Regions from separate parts of the Triticum aestivum genome. Here region 2 is linked to region 1. A link is a contact called in public Hi-C data. All regions are on one chromosome and are shown on one strand. Each heading gives the region's core, a stretch centred on a gene start, on an enhancer-like site or on the middle of the called end of the contact. The rest is flanking DNA. Distances are from core to core; before and after follow the strand shown. Region 1 holds the start of LOC123044360 (LOB domain-containing protein 37). Region 2 holds the start of LOC123044361 (queuosine salvage protein).

Region 1 (6,576 bases), core at 2,193-4,692:
GGCAAGAAGAAGGTTCCTGGGCGCAAGACAAACTAGAGTGAGGCACGTCTCGATCAATACATCTCGAATCTAAAGAGAGAATGTTATTGTTATGTGGCCACTGGTGGAAAGTGCAAGGTGCGATGGCAGGCGGTGACCGCGCCAGTGCGCGCAGGAGGCCTGGGCATCCATGATCTGCCGAAGTTTGCCCGGGCTCTTCACCTGTGATGGCTATGGTTAGCATGGACGCAGCCCTCCAGCCCTTGGGTTGGCACCGGCACTCCCTGCGACGACGCCGATCGCACTCTGTTCGCTACCTGCACGTCCGTCACCGTCGGGGATGGCTCAACGGCTTCCTTCTGGCTCTCTTCCTGGCTCAACGGCAGACCGCTATGTCAGGCATACCCAACAGTGTTCGCTCACTCCGTCCGCAAGAACAGATCTGTCCAAGAAGCCCTGCATCAAGACCGATGGGTCCTTGACCTACGCCATGGTGACCACGGCAACATCATGCACATGGTGTTGCAGCTCGCCAGGGAGATCAGAAGCGCTGGCATCACGCTGGAGGCTGGAAGGGCCGACACTATCGCCTGGACCCTGGGCAACTCTGGCAACTACTCCACGTGCTCCGCCTACGACGTCCAGTTCGAAGACCGCCCGGCACTCGACTTCACAGCAACCATCTGGAAGGCTTGGGCCCCTGACAAGATGAAAGTCCTTTTCTGGCTGCTGCACTTAGATCGCCTATGGTGCAACGACAGACTCCAGAGACGTGGATGGACCAATAGCTACTTCTGCCAGCTATGTCTCCGCAACCTCGAGACTTCGTCGTATCTGTTCTAGGAGTGCACCGTTGCCATTCAGGCCTGGAACGAGGTGGCAACCTGGCTCGGTTCTCACTCCTCCAGCCATTCCACCTGGAGCACGGGGAGATCCACCGCCGAGAGGGTTCGTTTGATCATCGACGAGCCAACCCATGCACGAGGAAGGGCACCAAATCGCTGCTCACATTGATGGTCTGGCAAATCTGGTTAAAGCGAAATGCGTGCACCTTCTAGGGAAAGCACCATGCGCCCGCAGCATCACTGCGGCCTGCCGCCGCGACATGGAGCAGTGGAGGATCGCCGGAGCCAAATGCATAGCGCACCCCTTCGGGGACGTGCCGTGAAAATAGCGAAATCAGGCCCTCCTCGCCAGCTTACACACTCGTTAGGCTGGCTATGTAATCTCTCCTCCAACCCACCGATCACTTGATCAGACTATGTATTTTTCCCGCTCTCTTCTTCTATGAAATGAAAGCCAGAAATGGCCACTTTCAAAAAAAAAAAGAAATCAAAGGAATGCTTCAATCCTTCAGGGAGGTGAAGGTGACATGGATTAGCCGTGGTGCCAATAGAGCCGCTCATAATAAGTTAGCTTAAGTCGGTTTAGGCGATGATTTATGTAAGGTTTGATTTTCTGTACCCCAAAGCACATTCTGGAGATTATCTCGGATGACATTCCCAGCTACGTTTAAGTAATGAAACGGCGCATTGATTAAAAAATATACTTCCTCCGTTCCTAAATATAAGTCTTTGAAGACATTTCACTATGGACCACATACGAAGTAAAGTGAATGAACTACACTCTAAAATGCATCTATATACATTTGTACGTGGCCCATAGTGAAATCTCTATAAAGACTTATATTTAGGAACGGAGGGAGTATATGCTGATGCATGTGCACGCACAAAGCTACGCTGCGCTGTAGCACGGCCACTGCACAATGAATCGGACGTTCTGCCCGAAACAAATGGAAATTGGACGTTTTGGCCGTGCCGGCAAACGGGTTGAACTCCCAAAGCCGCGACACATCTGCGCGGCAGAAGAACGCCGCGTCGCAGGGGCCTGCGGTCGCGTTCGGGTCGTCACGCGCCCCCACCCCGAAACGCGGCGCCACGGTACGGCTGTAGCCCCTCCGCAAAGCTGAACCGCTCGCTCTAGTACTATCTCAGCAGCCCCACATGCTGCATCACAAGCTGTACGGCCGCTTGGATTTTGCGGTGGCGTGAAACATTGACCGATCAATCATACGACCAGTTCACAAAAACACGGAAGAGCAGATCTCAAAAAAAGAAACACAATCGGGAGAGTACTGTAGCCTGCAGGAGCAATGGCGTCTTAGCACACGCACTCGCTGGGCAAACGCTAATCACGCCCCGGATAAGATCAGAGAGCTTTAGTGTACTCTTACTTATTTAACCATCTTTGTAGTAGTAGTGGTGGTGCTAAGAAAGCAGCGGTACTATTATCGGAGTAGACAAGGAACAAAGCCGGCCGGGGCGGTCTCATCTAGTCATCTCCGTGTCACACCAAGCCGGCGGTTCATGCACGCCCAAAAAAGAATCAAGGGGCGCGTCGCCGGTGGGACGATAGGCTACCAAAAAGTTCAGCTGGTTCCAGCTCCAGCGAGCGAGCAGCGCGTCGATCGACTGATCGATCGCGCGGTACTACTACGGTAAATGAACGCGCAGATTAATAACTAGCTTCATTTAAACAAAAAGATTCAGCAGCTCCGGCTCCTTCTCGCCGCCGGCGCCTGCGCCAGCGCTCGTGGTCACGGAGCCGTCGGAGCTCATCGACGGCGTGCCGGCCCGCCTCGCCCGTCGCTCCCCCTCCGCCGCCGCGGCCGATCCGGGGGTGAGGAAAAGCCCCAGGTCGCACGAGGGCTCCTGGTGGTGGGACGCTGCCTCCGGCGCCCATGTCTTCCTCGGCGTCACCCGCTTCGCCGCCGAATACGTGGAGCACCCCACCACGGCCCGCCTGGAAGAGGAGGCGAACAGATCGCTTCCACCGACTCCGCCTTCCGGGACGCCGCCCGCGAGCTCCGGCAGCGGGCGGATGGCGCCGCCCCGGAGCACGGTCTGGACCGCCGCCTCGCACAGGTGCCAGCTTCCCGCCCAGAGCAGCCCCACCGCGCCGCTCACCGGGTTGATCGTTCGCCCCGCCGCCTCGTACAGCAGCGACTGGAACACGGCTGCAATCCACAGCAAACAGCATGCAAACTTCAGCCAAAAAAGGTCAACACATATTCTGTACTGCCGATGCATAGTCGTGCCAAGAAGACCATCGATCTCCCGTCCGTCCGTACGTACCTGGGCGCTGCTGCTCGGGGACAGCGGTGAGGAAGGACATGAGGCCGGCGCGGCCGAAGAACTTGGCGGCGAAGAGGGTGGCGTGGCCCTGCGCGTCGGCTGCCTCGATCCAGAGCAGGCACGGGCGCAGCACGCAGGCCTCGTTGCACCCCTTGCGCAGCACGCGGCACCCGTTGCAGCTCATCCCCGACGTTGACGCTGACACCGCCGCCCGCTCACTCCCTCTCATACAACAGCCAGCCAACCCCGATCAAGAAGCCGACCTCGCCCACGGCCACGCAGGGGCGGTGTATATAACCAGGCGAGGAGGGAGGGAGGGGTGGGGAGGTAACCGGGCGCTAACCAGGGCCGGGCCGGTCGGGTGACCGTGATGGGTTAACTGGCGCGCGTGCTGAGGTAAAGCGGAAGAGGTTCCAGGCTCCAGGGGTGCGGGGGCGGCTCCGTGTCTCCGCGGCCGGTCGGTGCGAGCGCGGGCCGTCGGATCGAGGGATTGGACAGCGGGTGGGGGCCGCCGGCTCGGGTGGTGCGCCTCGCGTTCGCCCCGTCCGGGCTGCTTTCGTGTGTTTTTCCGCCACTCTTTTTCCGCGCTTTTGCGGTGTGCGTGGATCCGCACCTTGGGCTGCCCACGTACGTCCGGTACGTCCTGCGTTTTGGAACCTTGTGACCTCCCTCGGCAAGTGCTCCATGCACACAAGCTTTCTCACAAAAATAAATCGCTCCATGCATCCGGCGCATGGACCCTCCACCGCTTTTGGTGTGCCGAATCACTCGCCGGTGCAGCATCAAGGCCATTGGACCGAGCAGTCGCAAAGCCAAGGGGCTCATTTGTTGTACGATTATGTGTGCATATATATTTTGGACCGGTCTAGCGAGCGGCCGGCTGCTCACTATACTTTGCGAGCGGCCGGCCCAAAATTACAAGTTTTGGTCCTCTAATAATTTATAAATAGCAATTATCTATTGTGTGTCTTTTTCTGTTAGTTAATGGATGTTTTTATTAGCATTAAATGCGTATAGCAAATGCGTACAGACTGGTCCGTGAAACACATTTATTTTCGTCTCTTAAATCTTTAAAAAGTCATATCTTTTAAACCACATGTTGGAATTCAGATCCGTTTTCACCTTTGGGTTCGTCGCGACGAGATCTTCGAAACTAGATCCCATATGGGTATGTTTCGACGAATTTTTTTTGATGCTAACTTTGGTGCTATATGGTGCAACTATAGTACTGCATTATGCAACTAGACTACATTGCCGTGCCAACTGAGTATATGTGTGTGTAACTAGTCATGCCAACTAAATATTAATGCGTGTGCAACTAGTGTCCTGCCAACTAAACATCAATGTGTGTGCAACTAGATTATATTACAAGCCAACTAAGCATATGTGTGTGCAACTAGTCTTCCTGCCAACTAAACATCAATGTGTGCGCAACTAGACTACGTTACAAGCCAACTAAACATCAATGTGTGTGCAACTAGACTACATTACAAGCTATGATAATTCATATGCGACTATGCGGACCAGATTATGCAACTATGTGGCCATGTATGTGCCAACTAGGACTACTATGTGTGCAACGACAACTATTGAGGATGCAGTTTCAAAAAACTGGGTTTGAAAAAAATTGCACCATGCAGTACTAAAGTTGCACAAAGCAGTACTGAAGTTGCACAATACAGCGCCAAAGTTGGCAACAAAAAAATTTCGTCGAAACATATCCATGCGGGATCTAGTTTCGAAGATCTCGTCGCGATGAATCCAACGGTGAAGACGGATCTGAATTCCGACGTGTGGTTTAAAAGATACGACTTTTTAAAAATTAAAGTGGCCAAAATAAATGTGCGTGAATCTGTTTCCAGGACTAGTCCGTACGCATTTAATGCTAACAAAAAACATTCACTAGCTGACAAAAAAAGACACACATGTAAGTAACCAGCCCGGCCGCCCGTTCCTACAAAAAAGTGGGCGTGCATTATCTCAAAAAAAAATCTTGACGGGATACCTTGCGAAAGCTATAACCAAGAATAAATGAAATAATTGTGCCTAGCCTATGGCCCGTCGTCGCATATTATCACCAGCACGCACAAATTCGTGTGAGGTCCAGGAACAGTGAACCTAGGATGCCTTCCGCCTTTTTGGCTGGTGCAAACCTTTTCTCGTCGCCGCACCGCGCCGCATGTCAGCAGTCCAGCCAGAGTGCAGTGGCACACGGAGTGGTGCAAGTTGGCAAAGGCATCTTGGCTTTCTGTTTCGGTCGCACTTGGCCGTGTCGCGCCGGTTCGTGCCTTCCTCACAAACGCTCCGGTTTCCCGTCGTCTCGGCAACGCGATCGGAATCAGGTCAGGTCGCCATCCACCAGCTGCGGGACGCGGCTTCCGTCGCCGGTAACGTTGGCGTTTAGCCGCTTCACCGAAATCTTATCCTGGCCGAATAATTTTTTTTCCGCTTTTCTGCTGGAAGAAACCGAGTGCGTCGACCCGCGAGCAGTTAATTTGAGACCGCATGTCAACGTGTAGAGGGTTTGGCATGGATCGACGGTGATTGTCACTGGTCTCGTGACTCGTGAGACTTCGTTGCAGAGCATCTTCAGTAGAGAGGAGGTTATCACTACGATTCTCATCAGACATCACTCACGAGTGTTCGTCGTAGAGCAGCTGCCAAAATACAGCGGAGGGGAGGTGGTCTTCTCCTGCGCAACTCCATGCTACGGTACAAATGGCAACAGAAATAAATGTCACAATGGTAAATAACTTTTCTGCCAAATAAAATCTGTGCATAATGTTGTTTTCCAAGTATATTTATTGTTTATGTCTCGTGTCCTTAATTCCAAGGTCTCTTTGAACTGTAGAATTTTTCATCGAAAAATTGGAAATTTGAATCCTTGAGGCAAAAAAATAAAATAAATCTAAGGAACCTTTGGAGCATCGTATTGTGTGGTTATCAAATTCTATGGAAGGATGTGTCCCACAAAAGGAAAATTGATGTCTCAATTCCTTTGTAGGAACTTTAACGTGAGTAAAACTTCAACAAGTACTAGAAGTGCCGAGTGCGCTTCGCTTGGTATTGTTGAGATTTCATAAATTTTGTTTGTTATTTGGTTTGGCACGTGTGAAAGATGGTGTGTATTTTCTTTAATTAACCGTTCCTTCTCCTGGTACAAGATAAGAAAGGCTGGTGTTTCGGAAGCCTCTCTCCCGTACAACCGGAAGTAGCAGCAGTGTGACGAACGACGGCGGGCTGTGCATGAGCACGCAGAGAAGATGTGATCTGATCTAGGTGGCGACTAGGGTTGCCGACACCTTCAATATATAGGAGGTCGGGTAGGGAGGGGTGGGGTTAGGCCCATTCTCGAGTCGGCAATAACTCACGATCCGATGTCTCGAATTCGTAGCGTACCCGTTAATGTATGTAATTATTTTTCAATTAATTATCTATTCCTAGCCGGTAAAAATGAAGCCTC
Region 2 (6,576 bases), core at 2,916-5,415, 620 kb after region 1:
AAAAAAAAAAGGGCAACCTGGTGCATGTAGCTCCCGCTTGCGCAGGGTCCAGGGAAGGGTCCGACCACTTTGGGTCTATAGTACGCAGCCTTTCCCTACATTTCTGTAAGAGGCTGTTTCCAGGACTTGAACCCATGACCTCATGGTCACAAGGCAGCAGCTTTACCACTGCGCCAAGGCTCCCCTTCGGTTGAATGACTCACACATGTACAAAATAATATTAGGATGTACAGATGAACCAAATTGTGTCTGGCCATTTGCTATTTAGCATGATCTTTAGGGGTTGGGGTGGGAGCGCATACGCACAGTATACAATGTTGTATTTGCAAGTAAAACCAAAAGGAGCCAAAGTGCATCTGCTCTGGTGAAGTTTCCCTCGAGCATGTTCACAGAACGAAATGAGGCCAACTGGCAAGAGTTAAAGGCGTGTCTGAGCAGATAGCTACTTCATGCTACAGAAAATTGTCTCATAAGTTCAATGATCTAACCACTGAGTAGAAAAGAAAAAGAATAATGCTCAGTATTCTCAATCAACAAACATCCAAATCCAAAAGTAGGGACATCTAGGATGCAAGCTAACTGAGGTGTAAGCTGTAGCCACGTAAAGATCATCCATATCTTGTGGTCCTATGTGGATGTCCATGGCCCAGCCCATTATGCATATCAAGTGGTCCTAGCCACCTAGGCAAGTTCTGCATTTCTCTCATTGTTTCTGCCCACATCTAATTGGCCCATTTGACAAATGATCCAATGACTAGACAGGGGACAAGGAAAAAGGGGACAAGGAAAAGGACCAAGGTCTCCAAGATAGTAAAATGTATCTGCAGAAGCAGCTATTTGACTACAACAACAGACTAAACAGGAGCCAACGAAAAGATTGTACACCATTGAGTTCCTGTTCTCCAATATAGCTGGAGAAATACAGCTTAGCCATCTGGCCTAACTAAAACAGGACAGATGAAAATGATGCTATCTCCGCTATCTGGACGGCTACTCTGGTCTATCTTGAGCGCTGCCATGTTCGAACTTGGTTCCATTAAATGAAAAATGGAACCGGCACAGACGACACCTTTCCTCTAAAATAATGATGCTATCAAGATTAAGTGGAAGACAAGTGCGGTGGCAGATTTACCAGGAAAGTGACGGGTAATCAGTTCAATCAGAGATGCAGCAGAGTTTCCAGCAGACTTCACAAGATTAGCAGCCTCGCTGCCAAAGCTTCTTTCAAGCTCCAGACCAACCTGAATTAAAGCACCAGAACAAATAAATGCTTCAGAACCAAATTGAGATCAGTTGGCAAGAAAGTTTTTTGAATGTCGACATTAACATGATAGTTCTGATGGAATATAATCAGAGCATATTTGAAGTAAAAGTGGATAGCTATACCCAATTGCACTGAAGAAGATGGGTGTGACTTTGTAGTTGTTAAGTGACAAAGTATTCAAATAATATGAGCAATTGAGCAGAACACAGTGGGAAAATTTTAAAGTTCAACACCTCAATATACTGAATAAGCAACACAGGGTAGTACCTCATGAAGAAGGCGGACTCTTTCCTCCTCAATTGGCAGTGGGCGTGGCCAATTCAGCAGTTCTCGAAGTTGCGGTCCTACATTCCAAAAGTTGCATTTTCTTCCAATTAGTGGGAATTACTGGGAGTTATAGCTTCTTTTGCACAAAAACAGGGAAACTGTACCAGTATAATTCTTCAGACGATCTGCATCAAGTGCTGACTTATCTTTCTCTAATGCTAACTTGAGTCCAGAAGCCAAATTGTCATAGGTCAAGTCCTTGTCTATTCGATTAAGGAATATCATTAGTATAGTAAAATACATTGTAATTATAACACAAAGGAAAGGCATTTATCCAAATAAAATGAGTGGTCCAGAGAAGTCAATGGCAGTTAAATCCAACTAAACCCAGTAGAGAAACTAAGGAACATCAGGTAGAATAAAAGCTTGTGCACATTATATTTTGAGCTACACAAAAGTAACAATGTGGAGTGTAACAAAATCAAGATGCACTGTAATTTGCAAACAAAGGTAATAACTGAAATATAGCAGAAGAAAACTCAAAGGATTTTGTTAAAATAAGCTCAGTAATATAGTGAAGAACAGCAAAGAGAAATATCTATTACCTAGGGCTAGATAGTCGCGGCCAAAAAATAATTAATGGAAAGATACATTCTCTGAATAGCCCTAGTCATTGTCAACAAGTAAAGAGAGAAAAATATATCACCACTCCTCTCCCCTAGCCACTTGTTGGCAAAATAGCAACCAACATAAAAGGTTGTCGATCCAAGGAAAATCATGTGTAGCTACTAACAAGAAATACTTAAGGTAGAAATCTCTACTGTTAAAAGGGAGTTTGCAGTCGTGAACTCGTGATGGTACATCGTGGTTTGGTTTGGTTTCGTATGTTTGTTGGTTCCACATTAATTATGGAGAGTATAATTCTTTGGACGGGAGGATCATGTTAATTGTGGAGAGTATCAGTCTTTGGACGGGAGGATCGCGTTAATTATGGAAAGTATCATCAAGCATTGGATGTGAGAATCACGTTAATTATGAAGAGTATCATTCTTTGAACGGGAGGATCACGTTAATTATGGAAAATATCACCAAGCGTTGTACTGGAGGATCACTAGAATATTGATGCCCCCATTGCAAAACACAGGCAATTAACTAGTATCCAGAAGTTCCTTGTGGTGTATAAGCACTAGTGTATTGTCTAAAAAAAAAACTAAAGTGACGAGAAGAGGAATTCTGCACGCCTGAACATCTTAATACCCATAATAATTGTCAAGTAAAGAGAGAAAAATAAACCGCCACTCCTCTCCCCTAGCCACTTGTTGGCAACGTAGCAACCAACATAGAAGGTTGTTGATCCAGGAAACTCACATATAGCTACTAACAAAAAATATACTAAATTAGAAATATCCATAAGTTCCTTGTGGTGTAAGCACTAGTGCATTGTTTTCAGGCAACACGAAATTGATTTCGGCACTCTGAAAATCTAAAAAGCCTGAAGTCATGAGAAGAAGAATACTGGCTGCACAACCAAATGTTTTAATATCCCTAAACATTGTCAACAAGTAAGCAAAGAAAAATAAACCGTCCCTCCTCTCCCCTAACCACGTGTTATGCTATACAGGAGCAACAACACACGAATATTTTATACAGGAGCAAAAGAAATGCAAACATAGAGTGGCAATGTCTGATGTCTGTTAGTGCTAATATTTTTCAGAACTCCTTAAGAAAAATACTACTCATAAGACAAGGGCAATACCTCACTAGTAATTTCTACATGTTCAAAACACGGTACGTTCCTGGCTGAACTAATACCTGGCCAGAAGCAAAAGTTCAGTGCGTCCAAGACGAAGAGGTACTGCACAGTGAGCGGTCCATTGTCAAAGTAATGAATTCCTTCAAAATCCCACTCAACTTTTGGAACATTTCCCTGAATTTTATCCACGGCCTTCTCAATCTCTGTGAAACGAACAAACGGGGAAGAGGAACATAACTTATAACTTCACTTGGGAGATTTGTCACAAAACGAAGGAAGGATGAACATTGATATAAACATATAAAAGAAAAAGCAAAAATACGTATTCCATCAAGTTGTTCTTTCATAAGAAAATGGTGAAAGCTAACCAAAACAACATGTAAGAGAACAGGAATCCCCAACCTGAACATTGAAGTCCAATCCTAGAACATGAAAATCAACTCTGGTTTCTTGCAGGGTCAATCCGATACTGCTTAGAAATACAATCGACTAATAGCTAACCCAGAGGAACAGCGAAGCCTGTGAAGATGATACTGCGTGGCCTAAGAAATCCTAGTACCGTTCCAGAAAAAATATCCCTATGAAGACGATACTCCCCTCCCTGGTCGGAAAAATCCTAGTATCATTCGGGAAACGGATACCTAGCATGTCGACCTTGACGTGGGAGGAGCGGCTGGCCACCCAGGCCGCCGACGCGCGCACGGCCTCCATGGCGGCGGGGCGAATAGGAATAGGATAAGGCCGCGGGGGAGGTCGGGACAATGGCGAGTCGGGAGGATTTAGGGGTGGGTAGCGGGCGGAAACCGTGACGGCGGGGGGAGTGGTGGTGTGGCCCGTGACCGCGAGGGCGACGCGGGTTTTAGTATTTTTCCTCCGGAGGGGGGTTTTGGTTGGCCTCTTGCTGCCCTCTCGATGTGGGCCTCCAAGTGCCTCGGAGAACTCCCGCCTGGCAGAACACGAGGAATTGCGCAGTGGGGCGCGAGGCACGCACGACGACCCGGCTGTGCTGGCGTGCTCCGCTGAGTTTGACCCACCTCATGAACTGCTGAAATGACTGGATTGCCCTTCTTTCTCCTCTGCTCTAGGCCTATAGAGACGAATGCAAAAGTCCAAAACAAACCTTGAATTTGTATGCGAAAGCTAAATCAAACTCTGAACTCTCAATCCCAGAAATTAGCACACCAAACTCTCTAATCCCGGTCTATTTTGAACCTCGAGATGACTTAGCCGGTATTTGCTGAATTGGGCTGGCCCATTAGCGCAGGCGCTCGCGCGCGTACTGCACTGTTTTTTCTTTGTTTTTTTTCTTTTTCATTTTCTTTTCTTTTTTTCTTCTTTACACAAGTCTAATTTTTCTTAGTACCCAATGTACATTTTAACGCACATATTAGATATTGTTTGATAAACTTTTGATATTTTCCAATACATTATGTACATTTCTAAATTACATGTTTTCAAAACTTTTTTGAATACATTGTAATATTTTTCCAAATACATGTTTTACATTTTCTTAATGACAATAAACATTTTATAAAACTACACAAACACTCTTTTACATGTTTCAACATTTTCAAATTTGTATACACTTTTTTCAAACACATGCCACGTATATTCTGTTAAGGAACACATTTTTTTACGACATGCAAACATTTTTTTACATTGTACACACATTTTTTTTGAAAATGTCACAAACACATTTTTTGAAACTCGTGAATATTCTTGAATGTAACATCGTTTTGAATGTACAAAACATTTTTTGAATGACACGAATATTATTATACATTGCATAAACATTTGTTTGAATTGGCCCGTAAATTTTTTCAAACTTGTGATATTTTTTAGATGTCACAAATATTTTCAGGTTTCATAAAATATATATGTTTCAAAAAGTGTTCACACTTTAAAATTTTGTTCAGGTTTCAGAATTTTTTTTATGTTTCAATACTTGTTTGCCCCTAAAAAGTGTTTTCGAAGTTCGACGCTTTGGTTTTTGATTAAATATCTCAGGCCTCTAATAATGTCAGTCATAGTCGTCTGGAGTAGCTAGCGGAACGAGGTCAACCCTGCCATGTTCAAAGTTCGACTCCACAATAGTTGTTTTTTATTTGGAATTATTATGCTTGCATTAAGTAAAAGAAAGAAAGAATTTTTACATCAAGTGTTAAGAAAAAAAACTCGCTTCATGTTTGGTGGGCCGGCCCAGTCAAGTCCTCAGCCAACAATCAGAAACATTTTTTAAAAACATTATTTAAAATTTTGACAGAATTTTAAAAAACCGAAACATATTTCATAGCGTGTAAAAAATGGTTGGAATTCTGAATATTTTTGATAAATGTGATTTTTCTGAAATTCCGAGCAATTTTGAAAAATGTGAATAGAATATCAAAATTCCAAACCATTTTTTAAAATCACAAAAGGAATTGAATTTGTGCCAAAAATAGAAAACAAGAACATTTTTTAACTTCTGAACAATTTGAAAAATGCGTGACCATTTTTAAACTTCACAAATTCTTGTTGTGTTATAGTGGGCCGGCCCAAATTGTTGTTTGTGAGAGTAGCAGATTATCCCGGTCGGGATCCCAGTGTGACAAACAGGTCTAGGGTCTAAAATAGACCGGGATTACAAGTTCAGAGTGCCAATTTTCGGGATTCAAAGTTCAAGGTTTGATTTAACTTTCATCTACGACTTCAAGGTTTGTTTTGGACTTTTTTCTTAGAGGAATTTTATGGAAATTTAAAACTGTTACTCCGTCCTAGAGTAAGCGTCGACTAACTTTATAGTATTAAATCAACGACACTTATTTTGAAACGTTATAAAAATTTTGTTCTTTTAAGTTATTTACTTTGTAGGAATGGAATGATATTCCTATGTATTCTATCATTCACATTTTAAAAGGAAAAAACATTGGCTCAGATCTAGTACAAAATTCATATCATATTAAACTAACGACACCTCTTCTCATACAGGAGTTGAGCTACACGACATCTCATTTTTCTATGACTTTTCTATTTCTATCTATGAACTAAAAGAGGGCTGATATCCATATTTCATTTTTCTTCTCACCAACCTTTCATCCAACCTTTTTCTTATAATAATCAATCACCTTAATTTACTTATCTTCTAAATCAATCTCATTTTAATTCACTTACCAAACTTCTCACCAAAATATAAAGTAACGCACGGGGCGGGATTTGATGAACATTTATTTACACAACTGTATTAATATGACAGGTAAATCATAAACTAACATACTAGAATATTTATACCACATTGCAACGTACGGGCATTGTC

Evidence for each region. Hi-C and Micro-C count contacts between places; a contact is called where the count stands out from the background.
Region 2: a Hi-C map of leaf shows a contact between it and region 1, with 3 times the contacts expected there. The contact joins the promoter of LOC123044361 here to the promoter of LOC123044360 in region 1. A contact is called at or near these places in 2 of 5 Hi-C or Micro-C datasets (both in leaf).

Annotation. Positions count from the first base shown.
Region 1 is chr2B:204,639,310-204,645,885 of IWGSC CS RefSeq v2.1, forward strand. It overlaps LOC123044360 (LOB domain-containing protein 37), which reads right to left and starts at 3,443. Exons shown (of 2, transcript XM_044467084.1): 1 at 3,114-3,443; 2 at 2,213-2,995. The coding sequence starts at 3,342. The coding sequence ends at 2,511.
Region 2 is chr2B:205,255,245-205,261,820 of IWGSC CS RefSeq v2.1, forward strand. It overlaps LOC123044361 (queuosine salvage protein), which reads right to left and starts at 4,166. Exons shown (of 7, transcript XM_044467085.1): 1 at 3,926-4,166; 2 at 3,344-3,487; 3 at 1,696-1,794; 4 at 1,532-1,608; 5 at 1,133-1,241. The coding sequence starts at 3,995.